2 separate regions of the Pan troglodytes genome follow, and region 2 is linked to region 1. A link is a contact called in public HiChIP or PLAC-seq data. All regions are on one chromosome and are shown on one strand. The core of a region is the stretch at or near the end of the contact, and the rest is flanking DNA. Distances in the headings are between cores, read along the strand shown.

What was found. HiChIP or PLAC-seq counts read pairs in DNA pulled down with a chosen protein or histone mark.
Region 2: a contact with region 1 is called in an H3K4me3 HiChIP or PLAC-seq map of stem cell-derived excitatory neurons, with 3 times the contacts expected there. The contact joins the promoter of SURF4 here to the promoter of SLC2A6 in region 1. A contact is called at or near these places in 1 of 7 Hi-C or Micro-C datasets (induced pluripotent stem cells) and 1 of 1 datasets of contacts at active chromatin or transcription factors (stem cell-derived excitatory neurons).

What each region holds. Positions count from the first base shown.
Region 1 is chr11:4,923,133-4,926,434 of NHGRI_mPanTro3-v2.0_pri, reverse strand. It overlaps SLC2A6 (solute carrier family 2 member 6), which reads right to left and starts at 1,682. Exons shown (of 9, transcript XM_063787463.1): 1 at 1,496-1,682; 2 at 785-947. The coding sequence starts at 1,587.
Region 2 is chr11:5,025,541-5,028,842 of NHGRI_mPanTro3-v2.0_pri, reverse strand. SURF4 (surfeit 4) reads right to left here and starts at 1,454. Exons shown (of 6, transcript XM_003312374.6): 1 at 1,154-1,454. The coding sequence starts at 1,201. STKLD1 (serine/threonine kinase like domain containing 1) reads left to right here and starts at 1,569. Exons shown (of 18, transcript XM_054658477.2): 1 at 1,569-1,789. The coding sequence starts at 1,703.

The sequences.
Region 1 (3,302 bases), core at 433-2,932:
ACAGTGGTTCTGTCCAGCCTGATGTTTAAATGTCTAATATTTTAATACAGGAGAATTCTGTGACTTGAAGGTACTGGGCTTTAAGATTTGGAGGTTCTTAAGTTCCCTGTACAGCAGCAACTGGGACCCCCTCTGGACCCTGCTAACTGGTAGTGGGACCTGGGCACATTGCCCAGCCTGTCTGCGCCTCAGTTTCTTCAGCTGTCTTATGGGGAGAGCGCAAGTTCTACCTCGTGGCGTTGGCCCTGAGAATCAATGAACGTTCAGGGCCCAACACATGCCTGTCACATAGGAAGTGCTCCGTAAACCTTGGGAATTTTTATCTTAACTACTATGTTAACAACTCTACATATGAGGCTATTAAGATTATAATTTTAGACTCTGGGACTTTGGGATCTTCCTCTCCATCAGCCCACAATCTGTCCTGCGGACCCTCCTTGCCCCAGCCAGTGCCTCTCCCCACTGACACCTGATACCCTTGCCCCCATCCAGCCAACTGTGGGTGTGGGGACCCGGGGAAGCCTCAGCCCCACCTAGTATAGACCCTGACAGCCACCTCCCCACCTGCTCCTTCCCTCACCCTCTCCACTGGCTTTCAGTTCCTCATTTCAGAGGAATCCTGTAGCTTTACTCCACCCACTAGTGGCCTGGATGGCCGGGGGAGGGGGGACCAGGGCCCTGGAGGGACCCCCAAGGTGGAGAATTTGGGAGGTTCCTAGCTGGAGATAAGGCTCAGCAGGTCCCTGCTTCCTGCACCCACCCTCCTCCAGAGGATGGTCCTTACCCCAAACCAGGATGCCTGGGATTTGGTCAGATGCAGGTCAGGATCCAAGGAGCGCTCCAGGGCTGGGATGACAGGGGATGTGTAGACCAGGGCATACCCAAAGCTGAAATTGCCGAGCACTGCGGCGAAGGTGGCCAGGAACACCCTTTTGTTCTGCAGGGTCCTGGTGATGGTGGCGGACAAAAAGACCAGGGTCTCTGAGTCCCTCCTCCAGGGACCATTGCCTTTTCTGAACCCAGTGGCTGCCCAGCTCAGCGGGCAGTGCTGGGGAGGCCTGGGTCCAAGGCCATTCACGTTCCCAGGGCCTGAGCCCCAGCTCCCCTGGGAAATTCCCAGGCTATTGTTAGCTCATCGCAGTGGCTGAGCCTCTGGTGCTGGGGCCTTTTCTCCGAGAGGAGGCTCTGGTTCTGCCCCCAGGGCGGCGGCTGGAGGCTTGCTGTGTGACCTCAGGCAGACCCCCTGCTCGCTGGGGCCTCAGTCTCACTGTCTGTGGCAGTGGGGGGCTGGGCCCGGTACTCTCGTGGATCGTTCCTTCCCTTAGGGGGACCAGTTCCTTAAATAGGAGTAGCGTGTCTGGGACAGGAGGGAGCCAGATGGCCCCTCGGTGGCGACTAGGTCAGGGGAGGCCCAGGGCGGGAGCCTGCCGCCGGCTGGAGGGAACCAGGGCCACCCCCAGGCCCCACCCGCAGCCCCCAACCTAGCGACTCTCACCCGACCCGCGCCCTGTCCCCTGGCGACGGGGGCGGCTTCTCGGGGAAGGTGTCGTAGTCCGGGCCCTCGGCTCCCAGCAGCGGCTCCTGCATGGCCGGGTCTCTCTCGGGGCGAGCGGAGGGCGCTCAGACTGGAGCAGCCGCCCGGGGCCAGCAGCTCCGAGGGCACCGGCCAGGCTCCGCCCCTTGGCCGCTATTGGCTGTGGGACGGCCCTGCAGAGACACGCCGGCCAATGGGGCGGCCGCACGCTGTCCTGTTGCTCGGATGCGGACCCGGCTTCCCCGGGCGCGGCCGGCACCGCGTGCGCCCCCGAAGGTCGCGCCCCCGAGACAGGATGGGGGTCCCAGGGCGGAGCCCCTGCTGGATCGTCCGGGGCCCCCGCGGAGCGCCGGAAGCGGCTCACCCGGCCCGGCTCTTGCAGGCGTGACTGCGGCAATGCGCGCAGCCCCTGTCGTACTCGCTCCCGCGGGGTGGAAACCGAGGCCCAGAGAGGCGAAGCCGCGCGCCAGGGTCACAGCGAATGCGCACCTCGCTCCTCCTTACGCTCTAGCCCTCCCCGTCGCGTGGCGTCTCAGGGCCACCTCTGCCCTGGCTCTCCCTGGCACCAGGGAATCGGGGTGTGTCAGGGCAGCAGCGGATGTGCGGGACGAAGGAGGCAGGAGGGGCCGGCGAGGCGCTGTGGGCAGCTCCAGTGGGCGAGGTCTGTATCCTCCACCCCAGGCTCTGGTGGTAAAAATAACCTGAGCTCGTGACACGTAACCCAGGTAGTAAGATAACATTGAAAAATAAGAAAAGCAGAAATGGAAAATTCCCGGGAAGACCGTCCTCAAAAAACCCCACAGCAGTTCCACCTCTCCCTTTGGGCCTTTTCGGGAAGAGGACGGAATCACGCCCTGCTCTGTTGGATGGACGTGCCACACACGCTTTTAAACGGAGCCTTTGTTGCTGAGTATTTGGGTCATTTCCCATTTTAGCTATTAACATGGTAAAGCATTTTTAAAAGTTAGAATTCCCTTTTATTATGATTGAAATACAACCATAATAGAACAATAAAATCACATCCATCTCCCGTCAGCCTGACCTTGAAGGCGTTTTAGCCTCTTCCAGTCTTTTCCTCAAGTGCCTATTTTGCATATTTGCTATTGGGGCCCCCATTAAACTGTGCAGCCCCTTTACGTCACCGTTTTTTTGCCATCAAGATCATAGGCTTTGGACTCAGGCACACCCTGGTATGGTGATCAGGCTGCACAGTCCTCGTGGCCATATATATACGTATATACATATATATGTGTATGTATTTTTACATATCTATATGTGTATTTTTTTTTTTTTTGAGACGGAGTCTCGCTCTGTTGGCCAGGCTGGAGTGCAGTGGCACGATCTCAGCTTACTGCAACTTCCACCTCCCGAGTTCAAGCGATTCTCCTGCCTCAGCCTCCCAAGTAGCTGGGATTACAGGCATGTGCCACCACGCCTGGCTAATTTTTGTATTTTTAGTGGAGACGGGGTTTCACCATGTTGGCCAGCTTGGTCTTGAACTCCTGACCTTGTGATCCTTCCGCTTCGGCCTCACAAAGCGCTGGGATTACAGGCGTGAGCCACCGCACCCGGCCTTCTCTTTTTTTAAAATGTATTTTTTTTCTTTTAAAATCAACTTTAGGCCAGGTGCAGTGGTGTGTGCCTGTAATCCCAGCATTTAGGAGGCCAAGGTAGGAGAATTGCTTGATGCCAGGAGTCTGACACCAGCCTGGGCAACAAAGTGACCCTGTCTCTACAAAAAGCTAAAAAAATTGTCCAGGTGTGATGG
Region 2 (3,302 bases), core at 205-2,704, 100 kb before region 1:
AATAGCTGATCAGAAAACGGTCACTTACGCTTTTCTTTTTTTTTTAAACCACACATATACAAGCCTTCCAATAAGTCTAGGCCTCAGAGTTTGATGACTCACTACCACCTCCAGAAAAATTTAAAAATTTAACCATCACTACTTAAAACTCTAGCAAAGCCACACGAACACATTAAGTAAACTGAGGAAAAAACGGCAAGTGGGCCACACAAGGCTCTCCCTGCGGGGATAAGGCTGTTAATTTGTCGACATAACGGGATTCTTTTAGAAGTAAAAGGCATAAATCTGCGTAACCACCACCACCTTTTGTTTTTGTTTTTTTGTTTTGTCAAGCTTAATCAAGAAAGAGGGAAGGGAGTTGTGTCCCTTCACTTTGTAGGATCGGATCCTGTCCACCCAGTTTCCGAATGCTCTCAACAGTTACCCAACCGCCTGTTTCAAAGGCTTCCCTGTTGCTCAGAATGCCACCTGGACACTTCTGGAAGGAGACTATCAGGGAGATAGGCTTCCCCTCCTCCCAGGCTGTGTACAGGTCCCCACTCAATCCAGCCCAGGGCAGAGTCCAAACGGGGAGGGAGACAAGCAGACAGGGTCAAAGGGACCCCAAGAGTCCAGCACATCTGGGAAAGAGAAAAGGAGAAAGTGCTGTGGCTTCCTGTAGCTGGGGCGCACGCCAGCGCGCCCCCTTTCCTCTGGGAGGACCCCCGGCCCCCGTTCGTCCCCGAGCTCCCAGCCCGCCTCCGGGAGCCCCAGTGAGAGGAAAAACGTGCGGGGACCCCCCCAGCAGCTCCAAACGCCGAGGCGCTCCCCGCGAGCCTCAGACCCGACCCAACGCCAGGACTCGCGCCGCCGGCCCGGGAAGAAACCCCCACAGCCCGCGCCCCGGGCTGGCTGGAGGGTGGGGGCGGCTAGCCAGGCAGGGCGCCGAGGCCCGGGCTCCGGGAGCGGCCCAGCGGGCAGAGGAGACTGAGCCCGGAGGCCGGGTTTGGGGCTGTCCAGCCGGGACATAGGGCCCAGGCGGGGGGTCCCTCTGTGGGAACAAGGAGTCAGGGGGCGGCCCGGGCCTGGCGCCCTGCGCTGGGAGGCCGACTCCGGAGCAGCCCGGGCGGCCTGGGTCGGGACCGGGGCCGGGGGAGGAGCCCGCAGGCCGCACCTGGTCGGCGAAGTCCTCGGCCGTGCCCATCAGGTCGTTCTGGCCCATGGCGACGGCGGGAGGCTCGGCTCGGCTCGCTCGCTCGCTGGCTCTCGCCCGTCGGCGCCCGCACCCGCTGCGGCCTCCACAGGAAGTGCCCGGCGGCCGGCCTCGCTCCGCGTCGGCTGCGGCTCCAGCGGCTGCCACGTAGGCCAAGCCTTAAAGGGGCCGCGCGCCGCCCGGGCCCGCCCTGGCGCGTCTTAAAGGGGCCACGCGCCATCCCCAGCCTCCCGACCCATCCGCTCGAAGCCACGCCCGCCGCGCTCGACGCCACGCCTCTCACGCTGGAGGCCCCGCCCGCCGCGCGCAGGCCCTGCGGTCCCTCCCGGCCCGGCGGAACGCGTCCCTTTTAAGGGGGCGGGGACCTGGGGGGTCTGGGGCCAGCGCGCGGGAGGGACGCCTGAGTGCCTCGAGGGCGCCGTTCGGGCGGGGAGGGTCCCGCGGGTCCCACTGACCCACGCGGGGTGGGGCCAGGGGTGGACGCTCGCCCGTACGCGGTCGCTACTGATCATGCTTGGGCCAGGGTCCAATCGCAGGCGCCCCACGCAGGGGGAGCGAGGCCCAGGGTCCCCCGGAGAGCCCATGGAGAAGTACCAGGTGCCAAGTGTTCCCTGCCGGGAGGCGGGGGCTCCGTGGGGTAACGGTCGCAACCCTGGAGCTGCGGCCGGCGGTTCCGACCGAGGGCGGCGAGGGGCCCGCGCCCTGGCCAGTGTCGGCCTGCAGCTCCTAAGTTGAACCCGGGGGGCCTCCAACGGTGACCTCCTGGGTGCCCTTTGCCACTCAGTTTCCCCCTTTGTGAATTGACTAAGGATTCTCCAGCCCTGGCTGAGTATTTGAGGGCGTGGGGCAGCTCCTCTATCCTTCGTGCCTGGGGTCTGTGCGCTTGGGTCCACCGAGGCAGGACCCCCGGGAACAGCCCGAGTACATAATTGGGAGCCCCCAGTCCCCTAAAAACACCCCTGCAGCGTGGGTCTGTGAAAATGTTTGAGACCTAAAAAATTCACAAAACACAAAAGGAAAGCTGCAAAATAAAAGTAAATGTTTAATTAAATGCTTCTATACATGATATACACACTTTATTAAATGTTAGATTCAGCATTTGTGAAAAATGCATTCGCTTGGAAACAGTTTGCGGGTTAGATTTTTGTCACTTTGGAAGAATTGTCTTTGTGTGAGAGGACTATAGGGCGTTGCCAGAGGTGAAGCAGATGAGCTTCTGGTGGCCAGATAATTTTTAAAGTAAAGTTGTTTTTCAGATTAAAAAAAAATAGACGTTTCAGGTATATACCTGCTTTTGGGAAAAAAAATAGACTTGATTCGAGATACGGCTCCATTTTACTGTTTAATTTGCTGCCTAAGCTTGAACGCTCTCACACCAGCTCTGCCCTCAGCCCGCTGTGGCTTAGAACAGCAGTCCCTGGCTGGGCTCGGTGGCTCACGCCTGTAATCCCCAACACTTTGGGAGGCCAAGGCGGGCGGATCACCTGAGGTCGGGAGTTCAAGACCAGCCTGACCAACGTGGAGAAACTGTCTCTACTAAAAATACAAAATTAGCCGGGTGTGGTGGCGCATGCCTGTAATCACAGCTACTCGGGAGGCTGAGGCTGGAGAATCGCTTGAACCCAGGAGGCAGAGGTTGTGGTGAGCCAAGATAGCGCCATTGGACTCCAGCCTGGGCAACAAGAGCAAAACTCTGTCTCAGAAAGAAAAAAAAAAAAATAGCAGTCCCCAACCTTTTTGGCACAAGGGACCGGTTTTGTGGAAGACAATTTTTCCACAGATGGAGGCGGGAGGATGGTTTTGGGATGATTCAAGCACATTACACTTAGTGTGCAGTTCATTTCTATTATTATGTTGTAATACATAATGAAATAATTACACAACTCACCATAATGTAGAATCAGTGGGAGCCCTGAGCTTGTTTTCTTGCAACTAGACCATCCTCTCGGGATGATGGGAGACAGTGACGGATCATCAGGCGTTTGTTTCTCATAAGGAGCATGCAACCTGGATCCCTCACATGCACTGTTCACAATAGGGTTCACACTCCCATGAGAATCTAATGCTGCTGCTGAGCTGACAGGAGGTGGAGCTTGGGTGGTAATGCGAG